Linked DNA regions of Sus scrofa: region 1 is linked to region 2. Evidence: chromatin contacts called from public targeted proximity ligation data. All regions are on one chromosome and are shown on one strand. The core of a region is the stretch at or near the end of the contact, and the rest is flanking DNA. Distances in the headings are between cores, read along the strand shown. Region 1 has its middle 410 kb from the start of MEIS1. Region 2 has its middle 190 kb from the start of MEIS1.

What was found.
Region 1: a targeted proximity ligation map of skeletal muscle shows a contact between it and region 2, with 4 times the contacts expected there. A contact is called at or near these places in 1 of 47 Hi-C or Micro-C datasets (psoas muscle) and 1 of 2 datasets of targeted methods (skeletal muscle).

Annotation. Positions count from the first base shown.
Region 1 is chr3:76,034,730-76,040,064 of Sscrofa11.1, forward strand. No RefSeq gene overlaps it. Among named protein-coding and RNA genes, the nearest start is that of MEIS1, 410 kb to the left of the region's middle.
Region 2 is chr3:75,813,104-75,818,167 of Sscrofa11.1, forward strand. No RefSeq gene overlaps it. Among named protein-coding and RNA genes, the nearest start is that of MEIS1, 190 kb to the left of the region's middle.

The DNA of each region.
Region 1 (5,335 bases), core at 1,677-4,176, 220 kb after region 2:
GAAGATGAGAGAAACCAGAGAGCTCGAGGGCTGGAAAATGCTAAGTGACCTGAATGACAGGGGCTCCGAGAGGCACCAAAAAGACAGGAAGACAAGGTTAGATTGTAGAATGGCACGGTTTCCTTGGCAAAGCAGTACTGGGTGACATGAACGTGTAGAGAACAGCTATAGGAGTAGATGGTTGAAGCCAAGTGGAAGCTAAAATTAGGAACTATGTGACTAAAGAACTGAGTGGCCAGGGTTATTAGGTCATTACATGGATGATATTTTCACCCTGGACAATGGAAAACCTTGACTAGGGATAGAGAAGATGATTAAAATGGCAGTGTCCTCAAAGATAAATAAATTATGATGCAGAAGGTGAAAAATTATAATAAAGAGAGGCAGAGGGCAAGCTAATTGGATTGTGTGAGTGGTGATTACATAGATATAACTGTGGCAAGGTCATAGTCTAAAAGGGAGCTTGAATGAGTCAAGGAGATGCTGATGGTACTTTCCAGACCAGAATCATATCATGTGGGGTGGTGGAAACTAGCTGCAGAAGAAACCATGTGTTCAACAGAAAGCCAGGTTTTTAGCTAAGAAGTAGAGGCCAGTTTGGAGAAGAGATGTGAAATGTACAAGAAAGAACTTATACCATAAGAAGGATTCTAGAGGCAAAGTGGAAAGGTTTGGTGCTGAAGATATATAAATGGAAAAGACACGGACTCTCTCTCCAAGGAACTCTGCATCCATTCATCACAAGCCATACTGGAGCAGCCTCCAAGCAATCTCCTCATGACATCACAGTAGATGCTGAGAGCATTAGGGAAGAATGCAGTTCACAGCCACTTCTTGAGCAAAGACATGAAGTGGTGGAGGCACCAACTTCATGAGTCTCCTGCAATCAGAGAAATCAGGTAGCACAACATGCTGCCAATTCTCTGTACATATGGAAAAGGAGGGGATAACCCACACCAGGTATCCCAGCTTCTGCTGTCACCAAATCCTTTTCTTTAAGGTGCCAACAATGGATCAATGAGCAAAGTGAAGAAGTACAAACGTCACCATCACATGAGTAACTGTGCTCTGCTCACGTGACTGCCTCCTCCACCAGAGGAAAAGCTCCTCAGATGTCCTCTTCTTCTGTACCTAATTGTATCTAGTACAGTGCTTGGTACACAGTACTCAATAAGCAGGGGTTGAGCTGAAATGAACAAGGAACATCTGTATGACAATTAATAATTGACCATGTAGCTCCATATTAATTATTGAAGGGTTATAACAACTTTGCAAAGCAATTATTCTCGTAGCTCTACTTTCTTGAATGCTCCCTACTAATCAAAATCAGTGTAACTATGTCTCTCACTTTACAGATTAGGGAAGTGAGGTTCAAAAGTTAAGAGATTTGCCTGGGTTATACAATTAGCTACTAGAAGCCTCCCAATCCTGGTCGGTTTCTGATATAAAATGTCGCCATCCACAACAAATTAATTCCTTCGTAGTCAGCGAGTGTGAGAAAGCATTAATGATTATAATATTAAGTATTACAACAGTATTTATAGTACAGTGATGATAACATATGAATTATTATTATTATTTTGTCTTTTTAGGGCCGTACCCGGGGCATATGGAAGTTCCCAGGCTAGCGGTTGAATCTGAGCTATAGCTGCTGGCCTACACCACAGCCACAGCAATGCCAGATCCGAGCCAGGTCTGCAACCCACACCACAGCTCATAGCAATGCTGGATACTTAACCCCCTGAGCAAGCTAAGGCTCGAACCTGTGTCCTCATGGATACTAGAAGGGTTCATTAACCACTGAGCCATGAGAGGAACTCATATATTATATTATTCCTATTATTATTACTATTTTTAGCTCCTCTGTCCTGAGTCAGGCCTTTACCATACAGTCTCTAACACAAGAACCTATAGGATATCTATCATTATTCCCATTTTATAAATGATGAAACTGAGAATCAGAGAGGTTAATTAATTTACCCAAGGTCACAGAGTAAGAAAGAGACATTGTCCAGCTCCAAACTAAAGTCTGTCTGTAGCCAAAGCTGGAGTCCTTTCTCCCATTCTCTTCTGCCTTACACAGCCCCAAAGTCAGCCCCAAAATGCTATCTTGCCTAAATCTTCATCTTAAATGTTCTGAAACTCTGAAAGCCAGAAAAAAAAAGTTTTGTAATATAAATCCTGAGAGTCACCATATTTATCAATTATTCATACTACTCATTACTTGGGGAATAAATAAGAAGGTGAACAGAAAACAGAAAGAAAAGATATTCATTCAACCTTTCACATTTTAGCACATTTCACCATGTGCTGCTCCCTGTTCTAATGACCGGGGGGATAAAGAAGGGAAGGAAACAGAGGAAATCTTGATCTTCATGGAACATCTATTCCAGCCAATCCCTGACCTCTGTGGTCCCTGCAGGGAAATCCCCTCCAGTCACTCAGAGATGTTCCCGCCTTTACAAATTATGCTCATGCTCTCAAGCCCCCAGGTCCAGGGAGAGGTAGGTCATTGGAATCAGAACCTGCACAGAACTGTCTAGGGGCTGGATTTTTATAAGGCTTAGGAAATTGTACCCACACAGCCGCTTGAGAGAATTTGCAGCCATCACTCCCATCAGAGGAGTGTGCACATGTGAAGAAAGCAGATGGTGAGCAAGCCTCAGAACACCGAGGCTGAACCACACATGCTCACAAGATCCACTGATCTCCCAACCTCAGCTTCAAGTTTACAGTGTGCTGAATTAAAGGGTTATGTTGAGATGTGCCTTTCAACCTCAGTCATCAGGAAGGCTGTGTTTCCTTTTAAAAGGCTTTTGTAACCCTGCCCACCCCTCCTCCCACAAGGGCAGTCATCCTCACTGCCAAGCCTATTTTTATGGTTCGTCTCCAAAACAAGTGCAAAATAGTGTTGGCCTCCAATGAGCCCTCCCTCTCACTGGCCATTGGGACACCATCTGCAAGTTGAGTGGGAACAGTAAACACTGCAGGTTAAGTAACTCATTACTAATATTTTCCTTGAGCTCTGAAACTTTTTAAACAAACAACAACAACAATTGTATCATAATAACCTTCCAGAGGTTAACAGCCGGCAGGTGGTCCAGCTCAGCGAAATGAAAACCAGACAGCTGTTTGATTATAAACTGTTGACTCTCATGGAGATCTGGGGAAAACTTCTTGCCGAAAAAGGGTCTTCTCTTAAAAATCCCTAATGAAACAACACATAAATGTCAAAATGACAAAAATAAGGAAGTGTGTCATAGACTAAGCATTTTAATGTCTTTTCTGGCTTCCTCCAGAGTGTACTCTGGATCTAGCCACATTTAATGGCACAGATTCTTAAAGAGGTGGTGCACAGCATGAATTTTTATGACCCAAATAAAACTTGGAGAGGGTCACTTTCTCTGCCATAGTCACTGTCCTCAACAGATGTGTGGGAGGCTCACATTTCAAATCAGCAACTGTCCCAGCATTTTACCTGGACCCAGAGGCTACACAGAGTGCACATGTGAAGATGTAAGAAAACCCTGAGGTGAGGAGCATTACCCTGTCTGTCTCCAAGCCATTAAGACATTGCAAGGATTCCCCTGGGAAGCCTTGGCAAAGCTAGAGAAAATTCCAAGGGCTGATAAAATGGTTCGAGAATGGTGGATGAAAAGTTTCTAATAAAAACCTTATATTAGCACCATACGGCCCCACAGATTGATGGCTTTAACAGTCTTTTTTCCTTGATGATGAAATGACACGCAGGAAAATTACTCTCTAAATCAGTATTTAATTACTGGTGTATTATATTACAATCAGGAACATTTCAGAACGTTCAGCAAACAAAGTTCAACCTTTTTATACTGAAATCTGCAGCAAGTGGTGAAATGCAAAAATCCTAGGATTCCAAGGAAAAAGAAGCTATGCAATGATAATGACCGGGGTTTTTTTGGAAAAGGAACAAAAATGAAAAGGGTGCAAAAGAACATTTCACTGCTCCTAGTTTAGTTGCAATAATTTAATAGAAAGGTAAGATCACAGAGTGTGAAAAAAAGCAGTTTTTTGGTTTGACCCATGTTTGATGGAGTGTTCTGACATGACCGTATAAGCAAAAGGTGGCAATGAGCCACATCCCCAGAAATAGAATGGAGGGAAGGGAATAGGAAGAAAGAAAGAGAGAGAGAGAAAGGAAGGAAAGAAGGAAGGAAGGGGAAGGGATGAGGGGAGGGGAGGGAAGGGAAAGAAGAGTCCAAGACAGCAGACCCTTGATACTTTTGTTAGATATTTTTTTGTTAGTTCGTAGAAAGAGGAATATTGAGGGCATTATGCGTCTTTCTGATAAAACAGAGTGTAAAACTCTATTTTGAGGGCTTTTCATATCATCTTAGAGACAGACTATGGCTGCTTCTCAATTACTGGAGGCTCTGAAGATGAGACAAATGTAACTTAATAAATATTTATTGAGGGTCAATATATAATACGCACTCTGCTAGGGAATGTGGAGCTACAAAAATCAAGGCAGTTTTGACCTCGAAGTGCTTTCAATCCTCAAAGGGAAAAAAATGCATGAATAACTAACTAGAAAATAAAACATAAAAGCATGAAGACTATCTCTACTTCATTATCATGTTTGTTATATTTATATTTATTATTTATTTACGGAGCTTCCAGTAATGCTACTTGGGGGAAAGAGCCTTTGAACTTGACCTGAAAGTTTGAGGATTTCCAATAATGAAGGTTAATTCCAGATTAAGCGAAGAAGCATAACGTAAGTACAGATAATGAAAACTAGTACCAAATTTACCTAGTTACTATACTTTTCTTTATATGTTGCTCCTATTCATTTTAAAACTAAATATAAGGAGTGCCTATATACATGTTTTTATTTGTATAATAAAACTCCTTATTATTTTTAAAAAAACAATGTACCCTACAACAAGTAAGCTACAGAAGATATGTCTCAGCTAGCTGGAATTATTGATAACATAGCTATAACTCAACCTTAACACAGTATGCCCAGCACCTTCTGTCCCATGCATGAGCAACATCAATGAACAGTTCAGGCCTTCAAGCCTCACTGATATGCAAAGGTGAGATTTGCATGTTTTGTCACCCCCTCTCAGTCCCTCCTCATAGTGTCTGGGCAGCAGCAAGCCTCCATTCTGCTCTGCTCCTTTTTGCTTGTTTATTTTGACTTTTCTTTTCCACCCCTACTGCTTCTAGCTTCTCCCACCAAAGAGCTTACATCACATTCTATCAGGGCCATGCTCCTGTTGATAATCATAATTCTTGAGATTAAAAAGACTGTATTTAATGTAAGGATAACTTGATCCCCTTGCTGTACAGTGGG
Region 2 (5,064 bases), core at 1,183-3,682:
ATAAATAAATAGATACATGTATCATTTCCTAGGATTCTTTTCTTAATTTTAATATTCTATTGTTCTCATTCAGAAAACTGGATATTCAAGTGAACAGAACAGGTTCTCTTAAGTTCAGATACAATATCAGAGTCACCTTGTCTTGATTGATACTAACTCAAAACACAGAGTTGCTTTTTAAATCTCTTACTTAAATTCACGTGCAGAGGAAAGCAAAACCATCAAAGTTAGAGGAATGGTAATTATTTCCCTGGAGAACAATAATTTTGCAATAAATTTCAAAAACAGCACAATTTAGCAAATTAAGCTTAGAGCCAAGGATATTAAATAGAGCTAACTTTGTAGAAATAAATTCTGATTCCACAGGCTTCAAACATTACTTTAAATATGTTCATTCTGAAAAAAAGCTAGTGAAGGGGGCCTTAAGGTTTTGGTTTGGGATGCTGGGTTTTGTTTTTAAAGACTAGAGGAGTGAAACCATTTTCACACCAGGCGGGAAAGCAGGTATTGCTTTCCTCTGCATGTGAATATATGTCTGTATGTGCCCTTTATTTTGATATTACTAGACTGCTGAGTAAGCAATATTGATAGCAATGTCCCTTCAAAGGAAACTTGTACTTTGCAGCCATGCTTCTGTGCCTTGGCAACTCCACATGGAAACAGTATTTCTTTGATCCTATATTTAATACTGATATTGTTTATGTTTAAATGTTTAAAATAACTCTTTAAAGCCACATGCCCTATAGTTAATAATAAAAACACATTCTCACCTTTTAGAAGAGTTTACAAGAAATCTCCGGCTACCTCCTGCAGACATATACTAACTAAGCTACATCTGACAGAACTTGAATTGAGTGATAATTTGTTATAAAGACCTTCCCTTTTAACTCTTTCCTCGATGTATGTGTTCTGGCCCACTGCATTGCTACCTAGACTTTCTTTTTTTTCTTGGACCAGTCTTTGCTGAAGAGAATCAAAGCATTGATCTTTTTTTTTTTTTAAGGAAAAAATAAAAATGACATGCAACAGACAACACACATATATCTATCATTTCCCCATCTATCTATTCATCCATCCAACAGATACTGTGTTTTTCTTGCTTTCATCCAAGAACAGTTCACAAACGTAAAGACCTAAATTGAGCCTATCTTGCTTGAGTTAGAAGCATTTCTCCCAAAGTGCTGATGCTGATCTATTGTCAGACCACACTGCCCTCTCTCATTAATATTAACCATTTCCTCTAAAGGGTCTCACTCTTTGACTCACTCTGTTTTAAGGAGCCGTTATTTTTACAGTGGTTGCTAAGTCACCATCAAAGAATTCTAAGATCTTTGAAGCACGAACATAGTGGAAATAGACATTATCAGTTCCTTGGTCTTTGCAGGTAGTGTGAAATAATTTTGGAAAGATGTGGAGAAATTGTAGTTGGGTCCATCCATCTAAGCTGAAGTGCATTCTACCCTAGAAATTAAATGCATTTTACTGATGAATTAGCCACAGTGTTATCAATGTTGCTCTGGTACAGTACAGATCAGTACTGCTGAAGCCTGTCTAAATGACTAACTATATTTGTGTGTGTATATGTATGTGTGTCTGTGTGTGTTGAAAACACATGTTCTAATGATAGCTAAAATATTTTTGTAGAAGAAAACTGAAACTATATGTGGCTACCTCAACATAATTAAGTGGAGAATTTAAGTTTCTTCCTGAACTATTTACTGGTATTAAGGCTAGTTGGCTGCTAGATAAAGATAATAGGCTAGCTGGCTTACTGTCTAGTTTTTGCTTTGTTTTGTTTTTTGATGAAATCGAAAAGGTGACTGCATAGCTTAGTAATTGGAGATGAACTATTCATAACAGTGTCTGGTCAAATGCTTTCCTTCTGATGAATCAACAAATCTAGCCTAACCTTGGCTTCCAAACCCCAAATCACTCCAAACTTGCTCCTACAATGCCACGTGCGGCAAATCTGTGATCGTGCCAAACCACCTGAAAAGAATTATTTTCCTTGCACACACACACACACACACACACACACAAAATGTCAGTTCTTTAAAGTTCAGATCGTAGAGGTTTTGAATAATTAAAACCTTTTCTACACCTCGGTAGCACTCCCAAAGGTTAAATACGTTTCAGTTCTTGCGTCTTCAGGATAATTATGGGAAAGTGAATGAGTTCCTTCTCTGAAAAGACATGGAAACCAAGTACTTATTTGTGCCTGCAAATCCTTTTGGGTAAAGAACCAGCAAGATAATAAATTGTTTTGCTAAAAACAGGAAGTTTGGCAAAGATGCAAAAGTACAGCTAAACTTTGGCCAGGCAACCCAAAACATTGTGTTCTTCTTTGAAAGTATTTCCAGCAAGAAAAAATAGTGGAGTGCCTTGAATACATAGTTTAAGAAACACTGAAGGCATCTGGCAACATGAACTGCTTGCCAAGCTTGTGGTTGTGCTGTGTTTGCTGATGGGAAGATGTGCCAGTTTTCAATGACTTATGTCATGCACAGCTGGAAACCCACGCATAAATAAGACCTTGAATGTGGTCAAGTCCAAAAAGATTCGAGAAAATATCCCTCCTTTTCGCTTCCTTCATCCAAACTATAGAAAATGTTAAATAAAAGGAAAGGAAATTCTTGGAGTTTGGACAGAAAAAAGCCAACTTCACATTTCTCAGGGAAATCTGTTTCAAGGCAGGAGCATTCAATAGGTGGAGACATTCTGGAAGTTGGTAGGTTTTGTTTGTTTGTTTGTTTGTTTGTTTGCTCGCCTTCCCCTTCCTCAGATTCTTCATACTCCTGCTCACCTGCTTTATTAATATGATTGTGATTATGTGGCATCTGTTTTAGACAGAACTGATAGGACTGTAATTTCCACTTTAGTCCATCAGTCTGGAAAGACTTCAAGATGTGGGCCAGAAAAAATTTAAAAAAACCAAACAAACCCTGCTTCCACCAGTTGGAGCAGCAGGGACCCTGGGATGCCTGGATTCAAAGGGAACGTGCTCCCCAGCTGGGGCTGGCGGGGCCCCTTTCATCTGGCACCGGCCACAGGACCCCCTTTTGTCCTCCTTCTACACTGGGTGATTTGGCTTGTGGTTTTGATGTTAGGATTCAGGGAGAGAAACTCCCAGATTACCACTTATTTGGGACTGGAGGCAATGGTCCAGCTCCCTTAGCTTCTTATTTGAGCAGTGGGAGCGGGAGGCACTGCGACCCCTAAGGTTCAGTGAAGACAGTCAGCTCCTCAGGCTCCCATGTTGGGGACACCTGTGCCAGGGAAGCAGGTGTCAACATGGAGGGAAGTCACCCCTTCCTTTTCTCCTGTGGCTGGGCTTTCTCTGGTCACTATTCTCACTCTTCTTCCTCTATGTGGGTTGGTTTTACCTTCAAGGCACCTCTTGATTTTAACTGCAAACTGTTTCCTCTTGGGGGGAATACTGAGGCGGCCAGCAGCCTGGTATAGCCCATGGAGCTAACATAGGGGGCTGGTATAGCCCATGGAGCCAAAATATGCAGCTGGTGACCAAGACGATTCTGCTTCTGTAAACTGATTTATTCATCGGTGGATGAGTCATTGTCATGCTCCCTACCTCCAGCATATGTTCCACAAAGACAGGCAGAGAAGAGGAAGTAGGGGAACGTAAGCAAGGCAGGGACTGCAAGCCTGGCATTGATCCCTATGGGTCCAAAACAAATGTTGGCTGCTGTGGAGATGGAGAGAGCCCACCCAGTGACTCCTCCACCCAGGAGGCGGGTGGAAATGCCTTTGGTTTTCTCAGCATGAATTTGTTCTTTTTAGGGAACAAAAGGCTACCAGCTCTGAGGCTGGTCTCTGAAAAATAAATAAATAAATATATAGGCTTTAGGTGTGGACTGGATGATTGTATGTTTATTTTAGAGAGATTCTGAAGAGAGATGAAGAAATAAATAAGAATACCCTGTAATTTACCACTTAGAAGTAACCATTATTTGCATGATGACATAATTCTTTGCAGTCTTTTTTTTCTCTGATTTTGTTTGAGATTATTAAATAATTGGGACACTGTTACACACTGTAAACATTCACCAAATATTATTTTTAAACAGTGTCCACTTCATTAAGTGTAATTTTTTAAACTCCTTAAATATTATTTTAAAAGGTTTCAGAACATTCCATTACATGTATATTCTTTTTTTTTTCTTCACTTTTTAGGGCCACACCCATGGCATATAGATGTTCCCAGGCTAGGGGTCGAATTGGAGGTACAGCTGCTGGCCTACACCACAGCTACAGCAACATGGGATCTGAACCCATCTGCTACCTACACCACAACTCACGGCAACAATGGCTCTCCGACCCACTGAGCCAGGCCAGGAATCAAACCCACATCCTCATGGTTATACTATGAGGTTATACAAATACTAGTTGGATTTGTTTCTGCAGCACCACAACGGGAACTCCTACATGTATACTCTTACTAGAGTTAAGGATTTACCTTTTTTAAAAACATCATGATGAGTATCTTTACCTTTGTATTTCCTCAGAGTAGAATTACTGGACTTTTAAAAAGTCTTTTTTGAGAACTCTTGAGAGGTAATGGTTATTCTTTGAAATTATGAGCTATTTGCTTTCCTTTGAAAGGGTAGAGGGAGTGATCTTACCGCACCATGAAGCGGGGAAGCTGGCCAGAGCAGACTGAGAGTTAAAGTGGCTTCTTGCAGAATTGGTGAGCCAGAGTCCCTGCTTCCCCTATAAACAAACAAACACACACTATATATACACTATCTATATCTATATACTATGTATCTATAAATGTATACATACACATGAATATATATCTATGGGGAGTGTGTATGTATGTATGTGCTTATGTGTCTACAGAACAAGGAGAGAGGGCAAGGGCACTCTGCCTCTCTCCCACCCGGCTCACCTTGGATGCTTCTGATCTCCAGCAGAAAGGGAGTGAGGCTGGGAGATGCAGGAACTGGCTTTGGGGCAGACTTAGTGATTGTGGGCATGAGGAACGCTACCTGGGAGAGCAGCGCAGAGGGCGGAGGAAACAGCCTTTCTCCCCACTTCTGCATG